Linked DNA regions of Mus musculus: region 2 is linked to region 1. The links are chromatin contacts, called in public capture Hi-C maps. All regions are on one chromosome and are shown on one strand. The core of a region is the stretch at or near the end of the contact, and the rest is flanking DNA. Distances in the headings are between cores, read along the strand shown. Region 1 holds the start of Npy2r (neuropeptide Y receptor Y2). Region 2 holds the start of Dchs2 (dachsous cadherin related 2).

Region 1 (7,120 bases), core at 457-2,956:
TTCCCTAAGCTAAGAGACTGACTTCATGGAGCAGTTACTCAGACCATCCACGGCAACCAGAGTTGAGCAGACTTGCAAAAGTTGCACCCACGAGCTGAGTGTAAGCACAGATTTAAGGGCACTGGGAAGAGAAGCGCATTTGATTTATTGACTACTTCCTTTTTTTTCTTTTCAATCACATTTTCTTCCCTCTGAAATCCTTTCGCTGGAGTCTTACAGCTCCTCTGCAGGAATGGCTATCGATCTGCAAGCTATTACCCTGTGAACACTCTGAGCTGCATGCAGGCACAGTACTAGCCCTGGGCTGGGCAAAGCACTACCCAGGACACAGAATGTATCATTCACAACAGCACTTCTGGAAAAGTAGGAGAGTGAAAGAGAACGTGAGGGTAGACACTGCCACGCGTGACACTCCTGAGGCCCCCAGTCAAACCAGAAAGAGGCAAGGGGGAGAGCCTTTCCTTGAAACAAGGCAAAATGAGACATTCAGGTTATTCAAGAAATTCAAAACTCTGAATAGCGCTGTTCTCTTGAACAGGTGCCCCTTGACTGAGTTTATTACAGAAGCAGTCAGTGTAGAAAGGGAAATGATGCTTTTTTCCTTCTGACGCTCTAGGTGCTTTCTTTAATAAGCCAGAAACCTTCTCCTGCTTTAACTACATGCTGAAATCACTGGAATTGCAAGTTATTTCTGAGATAGAGTCACTCCAGGTGGGCAAAGTGTGACATCCCTGTCTAGCCCTCCTTCCAGTATTGTTTTCCCAGGGAAAACCCCCAAGTTCCATGCTACAAACTATAGTTGCCTGCACCTGTTGGATCTCCTGTGAGGGGAGATGCGGTCTTTAACACTGCAACATACAGGGCATTATTGTTTGCCTAAGTAGAGATGGATGGATCATCTGAAAAGTCAGCGAATGCTTCTCTTTCCTGTATTTGTGCTTCCTGTCTTTGACAGTAGTGTAGTCTCTTAAATGACACTGGGATTTTAATGACTAGTCTCTACTAAGAATGACATTTAAATATTACTGCCCCACCACCACCACCACCATGCCACACAACCACAGACTTCTACTAGTAGGTGACCCCATCTTGGGGAAATGAATGGAAGCCTAAATAAATCTCTATTTTTGAACAGCCTTAGAAAACCCTACATGATCTTGCACTTCAGAAAGTGCTTGAGTTTTAAAGAGGGGGCAAAGTCATATCTTACTGTCTCATACTGTAGCGCTCAATCAAGGAACAGTCTATAACCTTCAGCAGAAAAGAAAAAGTCCAGCAAAAGAAGAAAAGCGAAGTGGTACTAGCCCACCTAGTTCCAGTGTTCCACTTAATGCCTGGAGGGGTGGGCGGCTCCCCTTCGGAACACATCCCCATGCCCTCTTACCCCTGACAGGACCCGGGGCTCCTCTAGGGCTGTTCATGATCTCAGAAGGAGAACTGGAGTTTGAACTTACTTACTGTATTGACTCTTGCGCGTTCCTTCTCAGATGAGGAATCCAGGAATTTCAAGCAAGGGATTATCTAAACAGCCAGTCTGGAGACAGTCCTGGGAGGCACCCAAAGCAGGTCCGATTTGGTGTGAGCCAGCAAGTGAGATCAGAAGCAGGAGCGGCAAAGCGGAACAGCTGCAATGCTGTGCCTGCTCGGCTTCTCGGTGGACCTCTAAAGCCACTCGATCAGGGACCCCGCACTGCACAGCTCAGAGCCCCGGGTAGGAGTGGGTGGGGAGGGAGGAGGATCGGAGATAGAAGTGGAGAGAAACGCCGCCCTGGAAGGAAAGGACACAGGTAGGGGAACTGCGGAGCGAGGGAGTGAGGCAGATAAGTTCCCCGTAGTCAGAGACTGGAGATTAGTGTCCTCCAACCTTAGTTGCACGCTATGCAGCGTAGCGCCTCATCGTTCCTCGCCACCACTCCCTGCAGCTGCTATTCACTCCACTTAGGAGTTCACCTAATCTGCAGAGAAAAGTGCAGGGCAGTGGCGAACCCCGATGCAGGGAGGGAGCTGTGGTCCCTGGCTATGTGAACAGCGACAGACACCTCAGGCTTGCGGGTGTGGGCTGGAGAGAGGTTCCACACTTGGGGTGGAGGGGCAGAATCCCACTCTGGGCTAGGAGTTTCCTTGTGTAAAAACCAAGGAGGAGAACGAACTCCTCGCAGAAGCTGGATCCCAAGGACAAACAGCCAGCGCGCCCTGCCACACAGCGCAGGCACAGGAACTGTGGTTAACACGAGTCCAGTGCCTGGGGGACGGGAGCAGCAAAGCCCTTAACAGGTGTCCCTGGAACCCTGCGCCTTCAGATCACAAGCCCAGGTGTCCCAGCGGAACACTGGCAAAACTGTCCCTCGGGAAGAACGTAGAGAACAGCAGTGGGTCGTAAAACAGTCTTTCTTTGTCCAATTAGTTGACTTCAAAATTCTTCGCCTTTAGTTCTTGCACCATTCGAGATTTCGAGAGAGCAGGGAGACCATGCCTCGGGAAATGTTCCTCAGGAGTGAAGCCCGAAGGCTGAAAGAGGACATGCAGGACTTTCAGTCACGCTAGAGGGCTGTTTCAACCTTACCCTGCAAACTCTTCATTCACCAGCAGTCTTTCCAGAGGTTTGCTACAAGTCTCTTTTCCTTCAGATTTTAAAGGGGGCAGTAGAGACTTGAAAGCCAGGAAGCCAGGCTTGTCTTAACCACCGTGTCTCTCAGAGCTGCACAAGTCACCTCGCTGCATTGGATCACTCTTCTTGTTGTTTTCTTTTCTTTCTTTCTTTTTTAATTTATAAAATAAGGATGGCCACATTAGTTCTCAGAATGTCTCTGAAGGATACAAAACAATGATTCGATTTAGATTAGGTGTCTCGAAAAAAAAAAGTTATACTTAACCTATTTTTAAAAGACAAGTACTCCCCCACGTAGTAATAATTACTCCTTTATTGGGAAATGGATTTTCAGTCCCGTGGCCACTGAAAGTCACACACCCTAATTATAGGTCATAAGAAGTATAGAATCTGATATCAATCTTCAATTCATGTGACATCATGCTAAAGAAGCTACCTATAAAACAGTGTTTCGTGGGCCTTTCAATTACCAGTACATAAAAGGCAGCAGGCCTGCGAGAAGCCATGATGTTTTACACACTCTGCTTAAAGTCCTTTTTGTAAGCATTTTTTTGGTTTAGGGAAGTATCTCTTGTTCGCACATATGCTTTCAGTTGAACAGATTCCTTTTTTAAAAAAGAGACACTGGGGAATGAGTAACTCCTGTGGCCTCACAAGAGCTGGGAATTGCTCTGCCTCTGAGCTTCAGATTCATACTTTTTTTCTGTTTTTGGTTTTTTTGCTTTGTTTGAGGACTGCATCTTACTAAGTTGCCCAGGCTGACCCAGTGTTCTCTATGTAGCCCAGGCAGGCCTTGAACCTACTTAACCTCCCTAGGAGTCAGTGTTGCAGGCAGCACCATCAGGTTCAGCTCTCTGTGCTTCTTAATATTGGGACGGTGAAGGAAGGACTCTGTGTGTCTAACAAGTTCAACTTTTGAAAACTGACATAGAAGCAAATGACCAAAACAAATCTGATGAGCAGGGTTGCTGAACATAATAGTTTTGGAGGATTTTAACCTATTTTTCAAGCAGTGATTGCACAAAACACTCTTCTCTCATAGCAATGATTAACAAAGGCTTCTAAGCGGCCCTTTCTGAAAACTGAACTCACTTCCTTATAGGCATGCCAGCGTCTTAAATGATTCACATGCTCCATACCCCTCTGATCTGTAACTCCAATAATAACAAAGAACACAGGACTTAAGTCTTTCAATAAAGTACAGATTGGATGAGAAGCTGATCTGGGAGGTGAAAGTCCTTCCACCGTGCAGCACACTATCGACATAGCTATGCCAACTTATGACACTGCACAGTCCGGTTCTAAGGAAAGGCCTTTAAGGCACACATGTTACAAGCTATAGGAACAATGAACAGCTCTGAGGAAGGACCCTCAGCCTGTGAAGCTGCTGAATTAATGATAGTCTAAATGGAAACAGGACAAGATTATCAAACCAGATTCCTCTCTTGATGAGTAGTTCAGTTCTTTGGGCAATTCCATACCTTTCCAGAATAGATGCCAACTCTTCTACAGATAGGGAGAAGATAGAAACCCCCAAATGCCTACATAAGTAGAGCCAGCAGTAGCTGTGTGCTCCCAGGCTAGGTCGAGGAAGAAAGCAGAAAGTGGTAAGAATGTACACAGCCTAAGAAATACATAGCACATAAAGGAACTGAAGAAATACATAGCACACAAAGGAACTGAAGGCAGAGGCCTGTTCTCAGGTTCCAATAAGATGACCTACAAAAACTACATTTAATATGGTTAGATCTCTCTCTCTCTCTCTTTTTTTTTTAAAGAAACAAAACTTGTATTCTTAAAAACTTAGACCAGTGAGACGGCTCAGTAGGTTATGCAGGTATCACCAAACCTAACAACCTGAGTTAGACCCCTGAGGCCCCTCATAGTGGAAGGAGAGAATCTGTCCCTACACATTACCACTTAACTCCATATACCCCCCAAACACACACACACACACACACACACACACACACACACACACACACATGCACACATACACAAACACACATGCACACACACATACACATGCACACATGCACACACCTTCATATGCACACTTATACACATGCTCTGTACACACATACTCTGCACACATAGCTACAGACACCACACATGTAGACACACACACACCCATACATACCCTACACACACTTGTGCAAATGTAATAAAGCATCTTTTGAAATGCAGTGGTGCCAAGTGATGTCTTAAAAGCCAAAATTCGCTGGGCAGTGGTGACACATGTCTTTGATCCAGCACTTGGGAGGCAGAGGCAGGTGGATTTCGGCGTTCAAAGTCAGCCTGGTATACAGAATGAGTTCCAGGACAGCCAGGGCTACACAGAGAAACCCTGTCAAAGAAAAAGTCAAAATTCCAGGTGAGCATATCAAAATAAATGAGGTGGTAAGTAGACAGAAAGGTAGAAGAAAGAAAAAAAGGGCATAAAGTAGAGAGCAGTCCCCTTTATACATGGAGGATCTACTCAGAGACCTCTAGAACATTTCAGAAACCATGACAAAGTTGGCTAAAAGCTTGACACAGAAGGTAAGAACAACAACAACTAATAATGAAATGAACAATTATAACAATAGAATGTAACAAAAGTTTTATAAACACATCTCCATCGCCTATCGTACTGTAGTTAACATTTTCTTGTGGGGATGTGAAGGAACACACATCTCCATTTGGCTTATCTGAATCACATCACTATGGCCCTTTGGGGCCACTGCTATATAATAGAGGTTGCTTATTCACAAGAACTTCAACACTACCACAGTCATTCTCAGAAGGGAGGTGACCACCAAGTGAAACACAGACTGCTAGCATATGTATTCTGGATACACTAGATATAAAAATGCCTCATAACCTGGGTAGGATAGATAGCACAAATATCTCATGATATTCCTCCAAATGGCATGCAGTTTAAACTTACAAACTGTTTTTTCTGGAAAGTTCCATATAGTGGGTAGAAAACTGAAATAGTAGAAAGTAAAACCTTCAATAAAGGGCAGACTAGAGAGCTATTTGCAGTAGAGACCTCCAGGGATCTCCAGTCTTATTGCCTCTTGTGTCATTTAAGTCTGATAAATGTCCTCGAATGCTTAAAATATGTCTCCACAAAAATTTCCTCTACTCCACTGCCTATTCCTCAGAACATACAGATACAAGAGGCAGAGAGCCACAGTTTGACTGCCAGTTGAACTAGCTTTCCACTGCTACGGTACATACAGGAGAAAACCATCCATGAAGTAGGTACATGTGTCTAGCTCACAGGCTTGCACCTTTGCCTTAGGTGGGTCAGCAAGTCATCATGGGTCATGGAGAAGATCAAATCTATTGATCTGACCTTCTTACAGTAAGAGAGATGGAGCAGGAGGAGAAGAAGAAGATAAGGATGACCCAATCACTGGGTCCTCATGGTCTCTTCAGAGGCATGCCCTCATGCCCACAAGACTGGAAATCTACCTGGATCTCAGTTTCTTTCCCCTCCCGAGAGTCCAAGCCACAGGACATACCTTCAATATATGGTCCATTTAGATGACCTTACAGACTTCCAACCCGACACCAATGTATCATTTCCTTCTTATATGTATATGTTTGTCTGATATTCCCAGACAAACTGTGGCAGAGGACCTTTCAGTTAATGGAACAATCTAGATGTTTTAGACATTTTTGGGTAAATTAATTTTAGAACAGTTTGTCATTTACAAAGAAAAGTTCAATAGCCTCATTATAGATGCTCAGTTTATTGTACAAAGTAAATCATGGGGTATTTGCTCCAGTCTAAAATTCATACCAAGAGCAACAGCTTCTCCCACATAGAAATAATTTCATTGTTATTTTAGGTAGGAAAGTAATTTATAACCATGATAAAAAGTCAGCAATGGCAAAGACAGGAACTAAAACTTTCTCTGTTCAGTCGATATTCTTCCAATATGGTAACACTTACCTGTCCTCTTCAATACACACACGGATACTGAGCACTCAAAATAGGCAAGTGTGGGACTGAATCTTAATTACATCTTAACTTGCACACTAAATTAAATGGCTATGTAGGGACAGTGTATGCTGTGGACATTAGGTGTCACCCAGCATCCTCATCTTTGGAATATGGGTATAAGTTATCATGACTAAGCTGATTTCTGTTTGTATGGTTGGTTGGGTTGGTTTGCTTTACTTTGCTTTTTCAAGACAGTGTTTTTCTCTGTAGCCTTGGCTATGCTATAACTTGCTCTGTAGACCAGGCTGGCCAAGAACTCACAGATATCTATCTCTGCCTCCCTAGTGCTGGGATTAAAGGCATGTACCAGCACTGCCCAGGTTGATCTAATCGTACATAAACTTCATTACTTAATAATAACATCACAGATGTTAACATCCATTACTTTACAGGCAATTCCATTACTTTAACAGTTGCCTGATCCTTAACGGAATAAATATATTAGATTATTTATCCCAGTTACAGACATCCAGGTCAGTCATCTTGTGCATGTTTATAATACACTTGTTTAATTC
Region 2 (6,243 bases), core at 1,709-4,208, 580 kb after region 1:
CCCAATGGTCTAGATAGCATTTGATGTTGTAAACTTTTTGTTCCAGCATTTTATAACTATTTGTTCTATTTAATTATCACAGTGCAAAGAACTGTCTTCAGTCAAGGAGGAAGTGATTTTCAGGATGGCCAGCCCATACTGATACCTTGTAACACCAGGGAGGATTTGCCCAAGCCTTTCTAGCTGTGATAGTTTCTGCTCTTCATTGTGGGGGTTTTACATCCTCTTCCTTCAGACACTCTGGGCCCTGAGAAGTGAGAGCTGAGATTACAACTCATCTCCTAGAATGTTTCCCCACATAAAACAAGACCGCAGGCCAGCATCAGGTGATGCAACCCACTCGAATGCCTCTCTTAAAGTTCCCATCATCCTTGTATTGCTCCCACTTAAGAGAACAGAAACTTAGCAAAACTCAATAACTTGCCCTACTTTATAGAGCCAAGTGAAGTTTCACCAGCTGCAAAGATAAAGGGGATTGCCACTCACACCACGATTTTTTCCCTCAAAGGCTCAGACATTGCCTTGTCTCTTTCAGGGCTGTGCAACCACATTACCCAAAGAAGCCCTCTCCTTTTCTTTGGAGAACTGGACTTTCAGTCTAGAAATCTGTTCAAAGCATTCAGGGATGTTACTGAGATGTTACTGGGATTGTGTGTGTGTGTGTGTGTGTGTGTGTGTGTGTTCCAATAATAAAACCAACAGGAAAACAGGTTTCCAAAGCTTTATTTTCCCATTTGTTCAAAACTAAACCTCTGTTAACAAAGTCCGTGTCAGTGCCATGTGCAGGAAGAAGATCCGCTTTTTCTCTTAGTGCCAAGGAAATATTGGACGATGATAGTTTCACATAAGCTGAAAAGGTTCAAAGGAGATTCACAGGATGAGTAAAACCAGCAAGGCAAAGCTGGGACTCAGTACAGTGAAGGACCTCAGGGCCAGTTACTCTTTAGTTGTGGTTTCCAAGTTCCAGTTTAAAAGTTCATCCATTTATCTGCCTATCAGTTATTCCAGCCACTGGATACATACAGTGAAGAGTGATCTACTATTCACCAAACACTCTCTCAGACTCTCTCATGGGGAGTGGGTTAAAGCAGCGCTTTAAGTCTATGAAGAGGGTAAGATTGGAGTAATAGACCAAGCAGATGAACCAAACAAGCTGATCTCAGGTACTTAAAGGCACTTTGAATGAAATAGAATGTGAGGATCTAGGTTTACCCTCCCACTAGAAGGAGGGTAGTCAGGGAGATGTCCCCTCAGTTGGCATCTTACATGAGACCTGAAGGAGAAGGAGCCTGTTTGGGGGGGGGGGCAAAAAGAGATCTAGACAGGGAAGCTCAACAACTCAAAGATTCTTCAATGAGCAGGGAAGAAGAGCAAGGTGGGCAATTTAGGAAGGAGTCTGAAACAAGAAGCTATCATGTAGGTTCTGAATAGGGGTTAAAGGCTTAGTGTTGGCTTTAGAAACAGTCTGAATGCTTGGTGGAGAACCACCTCAGAAGGGACCAGTGGTGGCAGTAGTTGTGGTGCTTTGTAAGACTCCTGATGCCTTTGCATTAAGTTGGAAAGAAGACTCCAAAGGCTCAAGCCTGATCTCCCAAATGCTTAAAGGCACTTGATCGATAAAAGGGAGGCTGACATTATTTTAATAGCATCTCTGGTTACATACAACACTGCCAAGAAAATCATTTGATTATTATTTTTTCAGGGGTACAGGTTGGTGTGGCTGCTAATTAGCAATGGCATGCATAGGCCACTCAATATAAGAAGGCGTTTCACTGGGGTTTCTGGGGAACTGTATGCTGGCCTTTTGGTCTCCCCCTAGCACAGAACAGTATCTAGGAAATTAATTCTTCCTTCTGGCTGAAATGCAAAATTGCAGAAACCTTTTGCTACATATGGCTGGCCGCTCTCAAGAGAGCAGACTCCTCTGGTGGAGCATACTTTATTAGAGGCCATTTGTCAGTTTCCATCTATAGCTGTGGATAGCAGGAGAGAAGCCCGAGACTACACAGGCTGAGGTGAATTGTCTTTGGATTCAACCCTAAGCTACTTTGGAAGAGCTATCAGATCCCTGCAAGGTTCTTCTCATAGGGCTGGAGGTAAAGCCGTGTGCTGGGGCTTATGCCACAAGGTCAATCCGCACATAAATCATCATCATAAAATATGCTGGCAGGTATGATGGCGCTGGATGCCTAAAAAGGTCCGCAAGCTCCATCCATTGTTGTCATCACAGGTGGCAGAGGGGAGTGACAAGACACTAGCACGCTGCTAAATAGTAGCTCGGCATAATAAAGCGTGCCATGTGTGTCACAGATTTTTTCGGGATTTCTGGAAGTTTTCTTTCTCCTTTCTTCTTCTTCTTTTTTTTTTCTCCAAGTTCCGCCTTCCCTGCTTTACAGTCAAACTGGCCCCAGCTGTGCATCTCCTTTTGACTCCATCTGTCCTTCCGCTGAGGAGGTGGGGTTCTCTCGCCAAATAGAGAGCACAAGTTTGTCTCCTTAAAGTGACCATATAACCCCCACCTTACATGGAGCCATGGGCAGGCTCGCTGCAGGGGCTGTTCTGAGGATGGAGAGAGCGAGCTTAGGGGCAAGCTACTGGCCTCTTCCCTAACCCAGTACACTTTGCACGCAAAGCCAAGCCAGACAACCCCATCAGCGTCACTGTCTGGGGCTGCGTGTCCATCCGGCTAGCCGTTTTTTAGTCCTTCTACAGAACCGAGGCTCGCAGGTTGGAATTCATCCCGGTGCGAGCCGCATCACGCACGGGGAGGGGACTAAGGAGTAGGAGGCCCAGTCAGAGGGGGCTCCACGGAGTCCCCAGCGCCGGGAGACGCGGGAGGTGGAGTGGGGTGGGTGGGGGAGCGGCCGCCCCTGTAGCAGTCTGCTGCCCGAGCGGCCCCTCCCACCGTTCCTCCCGCCCCGCGCCCCCTCGGCCTCCCCGCCCTTTCTCCACCCCCTTCCCGGCCGGATCCCCTTCCTCTCCGTGTGCGCGCTTTAAATAATTTCCTCCTTTTTGGCAAAAGAAATAATGCACCTGACTTTACCAGGGGGAAACAGCCAGCCGAGCAGAACAAGGAACAGATGTAAAAGGAATAGAAGAAGAGAGAAAAAGCGATGGGACTCCCTTAAAGACATCCAGAGGCTGGAGAGGTGGCCGCGGAGGCAGAGGCAGCTAGAGCCGCCCCCGCCTGCGTGAGCTGCGGCCAGAGGACGTCTGCACCAGTTGCAGATGCCACCTTGGGAACTCCCGGGTCTTTTCGTTTGTTTGCCAAAGTCTTTTCTTCCCTGGCTTAATACTGAAGAGGCTCCTGGGTTGCTCTGAGATCCCAATACAAGCTGGCAGCTAGCCGGAGCCTTCTTCCTAAAGAGCTGGAGGAGAAATGAGCCCTGCTGGGCGAAGGATGGGTGAAGGGCGTCAGCCGGCTGGGTCACCCCGTGGGCGGCCCCGCGGCGCCGGGGCGCAGAGCTCCCTGCTCCGGCTTTTCGTCCACGCCTGGCTGTGGGCAGCCTCGGGCTCATCTGCCCAGGTGTTCAACCTCAGCCTCTCGGTGGACGAGGGGCTGCCCCCAGACACACTGGTGGGTGACATTCGCGCGGGGTTGCCAGCAGCTCAGCAACAGGATGGGAATGGCTTTTTTCTTTCGGAGGACTCGGATGACTCCCCGCTGCTGGACGACTTCCACGTGCACCCGGACACTGGTATCATCCGCACCGCTCGGCGTCTGGACCGCGAGCGACAGGACCACTATAGCTTCGTGGCCGCCACGCTGTTGGGAGAGGTGGTACAGGTGGAGATCCGCGTCAACGACGTGAACGACCATTCCCCTCGCTTTCCCCGCGACTCCCTGCAGCTGGACGTGTCCGAACTCAGCCCGCCCGGGACAGCGTTCCGCCTGCCAGGAGCCCAGGACCCGGACGCGGGACTGTTCAGCATCCAGGGCTACACTTTGCTGCAAGCTTCTGACATGCCCCAGGATCCCACAGGACCCTTCTTCCAATTGCGCTATGGGACGCCGGGGTTACCGGCGTCGCCTTCCCTGCCGGTGTCCTCATCACCGCTGGAACCCTTAGACTTGGTGCTGCTGCGGCGCTTGGACCGAGAGGCGGCGGCAGCGCACGAGCTGCACATTGAAGCTTGGGACGGTGGCAGCCCTCGGCGCACCGGCCTCCTGCACGTGCAGCTGCGTGTGTTGGATGAGAACGACAACCCGCCAGTTTTCGAGCAGGGCGAGTACCGCGCCACAGTACGTGAGGACGCCCAGCCGGGCTCTGAGGTTTGTCGCGTGCGTGCTACTGATCGCGACTTGGGCCCCAATGGCTTGGTACGCTACAGTATCCGGGAGCGGCAAGTGCCCGTGGCGAGCGCAGGTGGTGGGCCACTGGGCGATCCGGGTTATTTTTCTGTGGAGGAGCTGAGCGGCGTAGTGCGGGTGCAAAGACCTTTAGACCGGGAGGAGCAGGCCTGGCACCAGTTGGTGGTCCAGGCCCGCGACGGGGGCGCCGAGCCAGAGGTAGCCACCGTGCGCGTGTCCATTGACGTGCTGGACGTGAATGACAACCCTCCTGCCATCCACCTGCTCTTCCTCACCGAGGGAGGTGCGGTCCAGGTCTCTGAGGGCGCCCACCCAGGCGACTACGTGGCTCGAGTCTCAGTGTCCGATGCCGACGGTGACCCAGAGAAAGAAGAGGAGGCTGCAGGGGTGCTTGGTGCACGCCTCCTTGGGGCGGGCAGTATAAAGTTGTCCTTGGAAAGTGGGAACGGAGTCTTTGCGCTGCGGCCCGGTGGTCCACCTGGAGTATTTTTCCTTTGCATCGAGGGCCTCTTGGACAGGGAAAGCCAAGATCTATACGAGTTAAGACTAGTGGCCACTGATGCAGGGTCCCCGCCATTGAGCACGGAGGAGTCGCTGTTGCTCTGGGTCTCGGACCTCAATGACCAGCCACCTGTCTTTAGCCAGGAGCATTACTGGGCCTCCGTGTCTGAAGCCGCTGTCCCTGGCACCTCGGTGGTTTGGGTCAGCGCTTTAGATGCTGACCAGGCGGGCACTGATCACGCCAAGCTGCGATATGAGCTAGTGCAACTCTCAGATCCCTGCCAGTCTGAGGCTCTGTCACCCGAGGAAGAGTGTGTGCCATCCTTCAGCATCAATCCCGACAACGGTTTGATCAGCACCATCCGAGCTCTAGACAGAGAGGTCCAGGAGACAGTGGAGCTGAGAGTGGTGGCCCAGGACCTTGGAGAGCCGCCACTTTCTGCCACCTGTCTGGTGACCATTACAGTGGATGATGTGAATGACAATGAGCCCGTTTTCCGGAGGCAGGTGTATAATGTCACTCTCGCGGAGCATGCTGCAGTTGGACATTGCTTTCTGCAGGTGAGGATATCAGGCCTCTGGGTCCCGCTCAAGGCCGAGGATGGATGCTGAGGATGTAAATGTGTCTGGGATAATGTGACATAGGTGCTTGTGCCCCGTTGCAGAAGCAAAGACACCTTCTGCAGACCCTCCAGTGAGAGGCGAGAGAGCTCATTATCTAATCTCCAAAGCTTTGGGTCATGTCTTGGCCCTGTGATCTCTAAGGTCCTTTCTCCATCACAGTATACGTTTTTCTTGGAATTTTCTTCTGGGACCCCAGTTTCCTTCACATTGGATTTCTCCCAAGTCCAGTTGGGAGGCACTACCCATTGCCCCAAAGCAGATCTCAGGCTGTAGGCAATGCCATACACTTTTGAGAACTTTATATGGTGTCTCAGGACTCAGGGTAGCCTTCTCTTTTTCAAACATTGAAACCCTTCTGAGTGACTATCTACCTCCGAAGTCCCTCTTACTCTCTTTCCCACCTGCTTTGGGAGTTTACCAAGGTTATGGATGACATCAAGTCATTGTAGCTATCACGTTTGTGGGCTGAGAGCCTCCAGTGAGGACTTCAGTGCTGGACGGGAGGAGACTCACTCAGTACACCGTGGTTGTCCCAGGGCCTGGGCTTTGCTATTTGACTTGGGTGTGTTCTTGAGAGTTCTTGGGATCCCTCCTGTGCTATCAGAATGCTGTGTTCTGACTTTCAGGCTGTCCATCCTTATCGCTTCTCTTATTCTTACCTGACGTTAGATAAGCACATTTCCAGGACTGACTTAGTCCCTCCAGGATAAACTGAAGAAATAAGGAGGTGAAAGTTGACTGGCTGCTGGACTGAGTTTAGGATTTAATTAGCACCCATGTCTGTGTAGATTTCAGACCTCTGCTCT

The links. Capture Hi-C pulls out chosen DNA fragments and counts their contacts.
Region 2: a contact with region 1 is called in a capture Hi-C map of embryonic stem cells, with 4 times the contacts expected there. The contact joins the promoter of Dchs2 here to the promoter of Npy2r in region 1. A contact is called at or near these places in 1 of 39 promoter capture datasets (liver) and 1 of 9 other capture datasets (embryonic stem cells).

Annotation. Positions count from the first base shown.
Region 1 is chr3:82,546,379-82,553,498 of GRCm38.p6, forward strand. Npy2r (neuropeptide Y receptor Y2) reads right to left here and starts at 1,707. Exons shown (of 2, transcript NM_008731.3): 1 at 1,459-1,707.
Region 2 is chr3:83,124,569-83,130,811 of GRCm38.p6, forward strand. It overlaps Dchs2 (dachsous cadherin related 2), which reads left to right and starts at 2,959. Exons shown (of 20, transcript NM_001357165.2): 1 at 2,959-5,374. The coding sequence starts at 3,380. It overlaps Gm10710 (predicted gene 10710), which reads right to left and starts at 4,678. Exons shown (of 1, transcript NM_001358023.1): 1 at 708-4,678. The coding sequence starts at 3,518. The coding sequence ends at 2,994.